2 separate regions of the Mustela erminea genome follow, and region 1 is linked to region 2. Evidence: chromatin contacts called from public Hi-C data. All regions are on one chromosome and are shown on one strand. The core of a region is the stretch at or near the end of the contact, and the rest is flanking DNA. Distances in the headings are between cores, read along the strand shown.

Region 1 (4,793 bases), core at 1,375-3,874, 94 kb after region 2:
GCTCTACCAGCTGAGCCAGCCAGGCGAGGAACATCAATATTAGAAAAATTTTAGAAAGCTGGAGTTCTTCCTTATAGATCAAGCTACTTCCTCTTTCCTCATTAAACACATGCTCAGTATGTATGTATGTGTGTATGTATTTAAACGATTTTATTTATTTACTTGACAGAAAGAAAGAGCACAAGCAGGGGAGCTACAGGCAGAGGGAGACAGAGCAGGAGACTTCCTGACCAGCAGAGAGCACAACCGGGGCTTGATTCCAGACCCCAGGATCATGAAATAAGCAAGCTGGAGGCTGATGCTTAACAGACTGAGCCACCCAGGCACCCCAATATGCTTGGTATTTAGGAAAAAAAAAAGATTCAAGAAGTTCAATTTCACCAGCCTCCCGAAGAAAAATCACTTTTTTTCTAGCTTTAAATAAATAAATAAATACACACACACACACACACACACACACACACACACACGTATGTGTATATATATATTTCACAACAAATGAAATTTACTGCTTTAAGTAGTACTATCTTTGCTCTTGTATTGCAAACTTGTATTGCAAACTTTAAACCATATTTAAAACCTTAAATGTTCTTTGAAAACATTATTTTTAGTGGCTATGTAACCTACATGTTCAACTAATTCTGTTGTTCTCTGCTTATTGTTTTTGTGTTTGGGTTTTTTTCACTTTTTCACTACTATAAAGCTTCACCTATACTATTCTTACCATTGGACTAAAAATGTGACTATTGGTAATAACACTAAAGACCATATGCTTAATAATCATTAGCTTAATTTCCAATAAGTAATCAATATTTGGAATTTGAAAACATAAGTTGAAAAATCACGTCTGCAAAATAAGTCAATCGGAGAAAGACAACTATCATATGATCTCCCTGATACGAGGAAGTAGAGATGCAACATGGGGGGTTAAGGGGGTAGGAGAAGAATAAATGAAACAAGATGGGATTGGGAGGGAGACAAACCATAAGTGACTCTTAATCTCACAAAACAAACTGAGGGTTGCTGGGGGGAGGGGAGTTGGGAGAAAGGGGGGTGGGGTCACGGACATTGGGGAGGGTATGTGCTATGATGAGTGCTGTGAAGTGTGTAAACCTGGCGATTCACAGACCTGTACGCCTGGGGATAAAAATATATTATATGTTTATAAAAAATAAAAAATTAAAAAAAATCACGTCTGTTTCACAATGCTATCAATTGGGAATACTTTTTAAAAATCTTCAACAGTCCTCAGGACCTGAAAATTTGCCACAATTTCATTTTCCTCATGAATAACAAGCTACATGTTACGTCTACTATTCAGTGTTTTGCAACAGCCTTTATTTTAAAAGGCAAGGCATTTCCTGTTTACAACTTTATGGGAGGAGGGTAAAACAGAAGTGGAAGGCTTTAAAAGGAATTTTCTGAAGGACCTTCTGGAATATATTATACTTTACAAATTCTCATGTTTGTCAAATAATACACTTTTTTTTTTAAAGGAGAAAAGTACTATTTTTCTGGATGAAATAATGAAAACAGACTTAAGACAGAACATTTAAATTGTGCTTTTCTTAATAGTTAGAAAAGATCATCATTTCCTGTTTTATAAATTGCTCCATTTTCTTCATTTTCTCTGCACTCACTATTTCTCTGCGAGGGCCAGAGACAAGAGTGCGGCATTCCCGTCCACTACTCTGCTGGCCTCCTGAGCTGCTCATTTCCCAGAACCACAGACTCAAGTTAGTGGCAGCTGGCACTCTGTGTTTCACTCATGGTAGCTTTCTCAGAGTTTCCAGGAAGTCAGCTTCCCATTCCCCTCCTAACCTACCCGTTTTCTAAAAATTGACGTGGCACTGGAACCGGGGCATGGAGAGAACTCTTACCCTACAAGTCTCCTTTCTTAGGTAAAAATGATACTTTTCACATGGTTTGAGAGAGCTCTGAAATGAGCACAGATACAAAACTATAGCATTATTTACTTAGAGGCTGTTTTGGGGGCAGTCCACTCTGTAGGGGCCATTTTGGAAATGTGTAAAGGTGTCTTTTTTTTTTTTTTAAGATTGCATTTTTTTTTATTTGGGGAGAGAGAGAGAGTTAGTGTGAGTGGGGGGAGGGGCAAAGGGAGGGAGAGAGAGAGAATCTCAGGCAGATGCTGTGTTAAGTGCCAAGCCCAGCGTAGGGCTTGACCACAATGACCCTGAGATCATGACCTGAGCTGAAATCAAGAGTCGAATCTCCAAATGCCTGAGCCACAAGATGCCCCGTAAAGGTATTTTTAAAAAAACATCCTAACAATTAGAAGGTACTACTGGTTTCTAGTGGATGGGGACTGGGATGCTCTGCTATCCTGCAATCTGTAGGGCATTCCTGCGTAACTTCTCCACATTTTGCATGGCTGGATTTGTCAACGTCCTGGTGGTCATTCTGGTATGTCAAAATTCTGTGATTATTTGAGCCTAAAAACTAGTTGTTTTAGATATAACCAAAATACATTTCCTCCCAATTTTAATATACACTGACTTTTCTAGGACTGCAGTTCGGTGGGGGAGATCAATGTGCTTATTCTGAACTTAACGAAGAGTTGTTTTCCATTCTGGGAAGTGAACTCACAGACAGTTCCCCCCTCACTGGCATTGGTCTCATCTGTGACTATTCATACTCCGTTAAGTTTGTGGTTACTCTGGGAAGAGGCCCAAGCCTCAGGCAACTTGATCACATCTTCTAATGGCACCGGGCCCATGTACTTTCATGTTGCAAACCATGTTTTTATTATCGATTACTTTTTTATATTCATGGAAAGGCCTCAGTCTCATTATGAAGGTACATATGTAAGTAGGCTTTGTTTCCTATAAATTTCATTTCAGAATGGCAAAGAAATCTTACAAAATATATTAAAAGGGCAGGGTCCTAAAATTTTGCAGGTCTGAGAACCATGAGAAAAATGGTCGGTGAATTTGGACAACACATTCTGGATTCCTAATAAGTTTAGCTGGACAAAGATGTTACGGGCAAATACACATGCTCCTTCTCTCTTCTGGGAGCCAAGGGCCCCACAGACCGCACTGACCTCCAGTGTTATCCTATTCTTCACCAGGAGCCCAATCTTGATGTCCATCAAGTTCAGGTCTTTCTCGAGCTGTTGATTGGCTCGGATCTTGGTCACCACTTCTTCCCTTAACCGTGCGACCTCCAGTTCCTCCTGAAAATCCAAGTTACTTTGGTCCAGTAGGTGTACAAATTTTCGGATTACTGTTAATGGTGGGTTTTCAGAGCCAACTGTGGGGAAAGAAGAGGCATGCTTTCATTAGGCATGGTTGGAACTATCATCAATAGGAGAAGAATCAGGTACTTCACTAAAACATTACGATAAAAATATGGCAATGGAAGTACTTGGTCACTATAATGACTTGTTCTGCCCATGTCAAGTCTGGATAGGGAAACTGATCTTATAAAAAACCGCATACCACCAATGCCATCTGGTCTGTCTTCTCATTATCTAATACTCATTTATCAGCCTTCTTCCACACTGCTTCCAGGACTCTCCCACTGAGAAGACAGTTCTACCTATCTGCGCCTTATTGATGAGGATCGTGAGAAGGTATGTTAACTAAGTTATCTCTGGGACCCTGTGGATGAACCAGATAAGAGACTCCTGTTCTTGCTAGAACAAACAGGAAGTGGCTTCTCTCAGCCCAAAATACCACGAGGGAGCGAGCAGGAATTAGGTGAAAGTTCAATTAGAAAAAGTCAACGCGAGGAGAACTGTAAGACCAAACAGGAGCTAATGGAATGACAAGTGGAACGCAAATTCTATGTGGCACAAATTAAAGGGTTTTAGTGGGGCACCTGGGTGGCTCAGTCAGTTAAGCGTCTGCCTTTGGTTCAGGTCATGATCCTGGGGTCCTGGGATTGAGTCCTGCATCGAGCTTCCTGCTCGGCCCTCCACCCCCCAATTTGTATTCCTCTTCTCGCTCTCTCTGTCAAATAAATAAATAAAATCTTTAAAAAAAAAAAAGCATCTTAGAAATTGAAATTTGGTCCTTGTCCTTTCCGCACAGACCAAAGGAGGGCACTCAGAGGCTGGGAGATCAGCCTCAGCTGTTGAGAGGGGGGTCTACATTCTAAAGGCGTTTTCTCTCAGTGTTTTGAAACTTAACTATGCTTTAATTCCATGGCATGCTGTCTTCACAAAAAATACAGTTGTTAAAGAGTTTAGTGAACACTGAGTCAACTGTAAGAATAAACGATGTGGACCCTCCGTGATGAATGATGACACACAGCAGCGCAAAGATGACTTGAAAAAGCTCAGCCCCATTGTGGCAACTTCCATCACCATCCTCTTCCTTACACTGAGACCCTACCCCATCTTCTTTCTACTTCCACCTTGGTTCTGTGGTGTTTTGACATTCAAGAAATAAGAAGAGTTAAAACAACCACGCAAAGAACTAACAGCATGAACCCCATATGGAAAACCAAATCTAGGGGCATCGGTATTCGTATTTTGCCACTTCTGATGGGCTTTATTGCAGAAATTACTTCGGCTCTTGGGACCTTTCTTTTCCTGATCACTGAAGCACATGTGAATTTATCATCTACTACTTCCAACAATGATGTTGCTAATGACATGGCCATTTTAGAAAAAGCCAGAGCGATGTTCCAGAGCTCACATATGTAGCTAAGCTGCGAGGACACGAGCCAGCTCACCTGGTCTCCAATTCTTTCTGCTCCTAAGGACCGCTTATCTCTGTATGTGCCAATAAACATGTTAGAAACAAATTAGTATTCTAGCTTTAGTA
Region 2 (4,611 bases), core at 1,391-3,890:
ACTATGGATTTAGACTATAGATTTATGTTCTTTATCACTTCAGCAGGATCTTGGGAAAGATGGGTGACACATCTAAGCACTCAGATCACTTCCTGAATCACAACCAGTTTCATATACATTTATTTTCCCTTGCCTTTTTGTTTTTATAAATGCTAGAGCTGCATTTAAATCTATTTTTGCTAAAAAAGCAAAACAAAAGAAAACAAAACCTTGGAAACTATTGCCACATGTTTGTACAAAAGTTTTGCAAACTTCACTAGTTCCTTTGGATAATTAGGAATTACTGATTTATTAACTGATGGTTAAGATTAAAAAAGAAATACATAAGCAATGTATGACTCCCACATGTTAGAAGATGCAGCCCTGATTATTTCTCAGAACAAGGCATTAGGAATCCACAAGCTTCCAGAACAAGGCATTAGGAATCCACAAGCTTCCAGCAAAAATCTTTGCTCCCACTCCTGATAAGTTTATAATTTACAGAGGAGAACAGATACTTGTGTTTACACCCCCAGGTAAAGAGCAAAGCCAGTGAGGAATAAATAATACCAATTGACAAAGTCATGAGGATTCAGAGGACCCTTTTGCTGTCAATTCTAATAATTTGTCTCTTTGAACAAAAGTCTGTTTTAGCAAAGTAATCGCAACTGCAGAAAAATGGCAATGTTTTGTCTCCTGCAGAGTACACATAAATTTTATGGATCTTAGCTTCCTTGGAAGGACTGAGGATCAGTTAGAATTTTCATATTTAGGTAAAGAATCTTATTGGAGATCAGTTATAGTTAACCTTCTTATAAAAGCTACAAATAATATAAGAACAACAAATCTAAGACTTCTTTATTACACCACTCTGCACTCTGCTTGCCGCTCTGCATACCTGTGCTATCTCTGTCGAATTAAAAAAAAAAAAAAAAACCCTCTTTAAAAATTTATGTAGTTATCTGACAGACACACAGAGAGAGCGCACAAGCAGGGAGAGCAGCAGAGGAAGAGGGAGAAGCAGGCTCCCTGCTGAGCAGAGAGCCCAAGGTGGGGCTCCATCCCAGGACCCTGGGATCCTGACCTGAGCCAAAGGCTGGCTGAGCCACCTAGGCACCCCTGAATATCATGTTTTTATGTTGATAATACTCTTCTTAAAATAATGGATACCTTTTGTAAATTGTTGGAATGACCTCATTTTAAATGAGTCCTACCCAAAAGCCACTGGGCCCACCTTTCCCTCTGTGTTTTGATTCCATGGGCTCCAAACTGTGTTTGGAGTGAATTAGAAAGGATCCGGGCGCATTTCACAGGTAAATGATGGGATTCTGCTCCACGAGCCAGGGCAAGCTGCGTGAGTGCAGGCTTGGCCACAGATCCAGTTGAGGAGAAAGGGTAAGAGAACAGAGTCATTACAGGGCTTGTGGTGGCACAGACGTACTAAACTCAAACAAGAACCTGTCCTATGTCAGTCAGTGCCCAGAACACTACATTTTGTCCAGAAAAGAAGTCCCAGATTAGGCTTCCTGGTGTCAAAGCTGGTTCCCTGACCCCTTGAGACCTGTCTTCTTAGCAAGTGTATTAACTTTTCTGGCCCCACTGTCCTTCTCAGCCCTATGGGAATAATAAGGGCACTTAACCTCTGGGTTGTTGTGAGGTTGAATGAAGTCATGTGAAGTACTTGAGCCAATACTCTGTAATTCTCTCAGCCAGATCCTCCTCACTTAGATGTCTCACCCATATATTAATTGGGATTGACACCCAAAGAGGGTATGAGTGGGGTAGAAAAGCATGTCACTTTTTGAGGAATGTGGATATTGCATTGCCCGGAAAGAAAAATTGGGCTGAGTGTTATAGACATCCTTTAATTTGCCCTTATCAGTGGACAGGTACAAATCCTGTGAGATGCTGGTTAAGGAAGACCGTGGATATCAGCTTCATTAAACCCTGCTAGGCTCCATCTTGGACTGGAAGACTGAAAAACTGAAAATGCTAGTTCCTACATTATAACAACTCTGGGACACTTGTGTCTCTCTCCTTTTAGAGAGCTCTGTTCTGCTCTGTGGAAGGGAAACTGATCCTTTGGAAGTCGGTCACTCTTCTGTTTTGGTCATTTGTGAGGTATCATCATAGGTACTGCTCAGGTCTTAATTCGGGAACAAAGGGTTCCAGGATTTTTAAAGACTGTGTTCATAACATCAGTCTCCTCAGAGAAGAATCACCCCTCTGCACACCCGATGTGCCTCTGGGCCAACTCTAGAAAGGTACTCTGTAGGAGGAAAGAAAACCAAGCAAGTGAACATAAATCACCCCTCACCCTAGACCCACACAATGAACAAACCCAGGTTCTGGCTAGTTGCCAACACTCACAAATTCTACAGTCTGGACTCTTTGGCCAAGCCTTTTGTCTTCTGTCATTTCAGCAGGGGTGGGGGGGTGAGGGGGTGAATGTGTGATTATGCACTCAGTTTTCACTAGGCAGAGCGTGCAGGGAGACGGAGAGCCCCCGGGTTCTGCACCCATCCTGAGAACCTAACAGAGGGCCTCGAAGGTTAGTTAGGCTGACACCCTGAACAACCCACAGTCCACAACAGACCAGAGGCCAAGGTTAAACCACTGGCCCTCCTGGGAAGCCAGCTCATTCAAATGCTAAGTAAATGTTCCCTGAAAGAAACTGACCCCAGGCACGAGATTCTTTCCTATGTTAGGTCATCAGCAAAGTGGTTTAGAGAAAGCCAAGTGGCCTCTGGACATGAATGGATGACCTTTTGAATCATACGCAGTTTGTGGGACAGAAACCCGTTGCTTTAAAAACGAGTCTTGGCAGAGCTTCGCATGTTAGCGCTATCTTACCTTGGCCTGAGTTGGTCAGATGTGCAACCTGAAACCCTGTCCTAGCCCCACCACAGAGCAGGTAGAGAGGGATGCCAAGCTCAAGAGATTGATTTCAGCAACAGCTAAGCAACAGCTGGGTGTGGAGCCCTTTGTGGAGGTCACAGAGTAGATCGGATTTTAGGTGCTTTTGATGTTTTGTCCTTTTTTCTCCTTGACAGTTTACCAAGGGCGGAGTGTTACGTGAAACCAAACCTAAACACCAGGTCCTACTTGTCAGGAGTTCACAGTCTCATTGAACAAAAGGTGCTATCTTCCCTTGCTTGCTTCCTCCTGGGTGGTTTTACTAAGTCTTAGTGGAAGCAGGAAGGAGGATGAAATAAATCACATTCTTTAATGTATGGCTCTTTTAAAAAAAATGTTATTTATTTGAGAGAGCAAAAGAGAGCACAAGGAGTGGGGGAGGCAGAGGAAGAGGGAGAAGCAGACTCCCTGCAGAGCAGGGAGCCCAACGCGGAGCTCCATCCCAGGACCCTGAAGGAAGCTGAAGGAAGACGCTTAACCTACCGAGCCACCCATGTGCCTCTGGATTCAGTCTTTAAAAAGTAGAAACTGAGGGTCCTGGAATCGAGCCCTACATTGGGTTCCCTGCTCAATTGGGAGTCTGCTTCTCCCTCTCCCTCTTTCCCAGCTCATGCTCGCTCTCTCTCTCAAGTAAATAAATAAAATCTTAAAGAAAAAAAAAAAAACTGAAAACAGTTTATGAAAGTCCAGTTTTTACATCCACATAATGCAATATCTGGAGAAAGAGAAAATAGCTCTCCCTTTAAACATCCAGAAATCTTCTTTCCCAGGAATTTTTGGGATACCTCCGTTGTGTGTCATTGGCCTGGATTAGGGCACCTATTCCTGAATAACCCCTCGGTCCAGAGGACTGGGTTACTTTCAGATTTACCAGGCCCATATCTGGGTCTGGGGTTGGAGTCAGCCTTTCTTGAAACAATCAGGCTGTGTGGCGTGGGGAGAGCTTTGTGAAATTTGGAAAGACTCAGACAACTTTTAGGAAGAAAAAAAAAAAAAAGGATAGATGTGGGGCTGGTGACCAAAACTACCCACCGAAATTTTCTTAGCTAACCTTTCAGAACACTTTTTCTGGTGTTTCTCATGCGATGGGGCAGAACAAGGAAGCCCAAGCAGTAGTTATCATATCTCACTATCTGCCAGGTGCTGTGTATTACAGATAACTTCTCATTTTAGTCCTTAGAACACTGTGCTGATGGGGCACCTGGGTGGCTCAGTGGGCTAAGCCTCTGCCTTCGGCTCCAGTCGTGATCCCGGGGTCCTGGGATCAAGCCCCACATCTGGCTCTCTGCTCAGCAGGGAACCTGTTTCCTCCTCTCTCTCTGCTTGCCTCTCTGCCTACTTGTGATCTCTGTCTGTCAAATAAATAAAATCTTAAACAAACAAACAGAAAAACCCACAGTGTGCTGAATGTGCATATTCTGCTCCCATTTTATAGATGAGGAAGCCAAGGCCCAATGAACTTCAGTGACTTGCCTGAACACTCAGGACTAGTCAAGATGGAGATGAAGTTCACAGTGTGGGTCCTACGAGTGTGAAGTACGTTTAACCACTACCAGCACTGCCACCCCCACCCCTGACCCAACCACACAGCTTGCTGGTACTTCCCTGCTTCTGGCCTTTAACCGCAGCTCCCCTCAACAACTGGCTCCTGGGTCCATGGTGCTGCCTTGCTGTGTCCCCAGCAGCTCCACCTCAGAAACATGGGGCTCTTTCTTT

The links. A called contact is a pair of places that touch in the nucleus more often than the background predicts.
Region 1: a contact with region 2 is called in a Hi-C map of fibroblasts, with 2.6 times the contacts expected there. The contact joins two enhancer-like sites. A contact is called at or near these places in 2 of 3 Hi-C or Micro-C datasets (fibroblasts and spleen).

What each region holds. Positions count from the first base shown.
Region 1 is chr3:62,607,722-62,612,514 of mMusErm1.Pri, forward strand. IQGAP2 (ras GTPase-activating-like protein IQGAP2) reads right to left here. Exons shown (of 35, transcript XM_032335922.1): 20 at 3,065-3,273. Among named protein-coding and RNA genes, the nearest start is that of F2RL2, 34 kb to the right of the region's middle. Within about 2 kb of position 2,625, the one cell type or tissue checked has open chromatin away from gene starts, as enhancers often do. A contact at or near this core is called in fibroblasts, where this site is marked.
Region 2 is chr3:62,513,656-62,518,266 of mMusErm1.Pri, forward strand. No RefSeq gene overlaps it. Among named protein-coding and RNA genes, the nearest start is that of F2RL1, 39 kb to the left of the region's middle. Within about 2 kb of position 2,641, the one cell type or tissue checked has open chromatin away from gene starts, as enhancers often do. A contact at or near this core is called in fibroblasts, where this site is marked.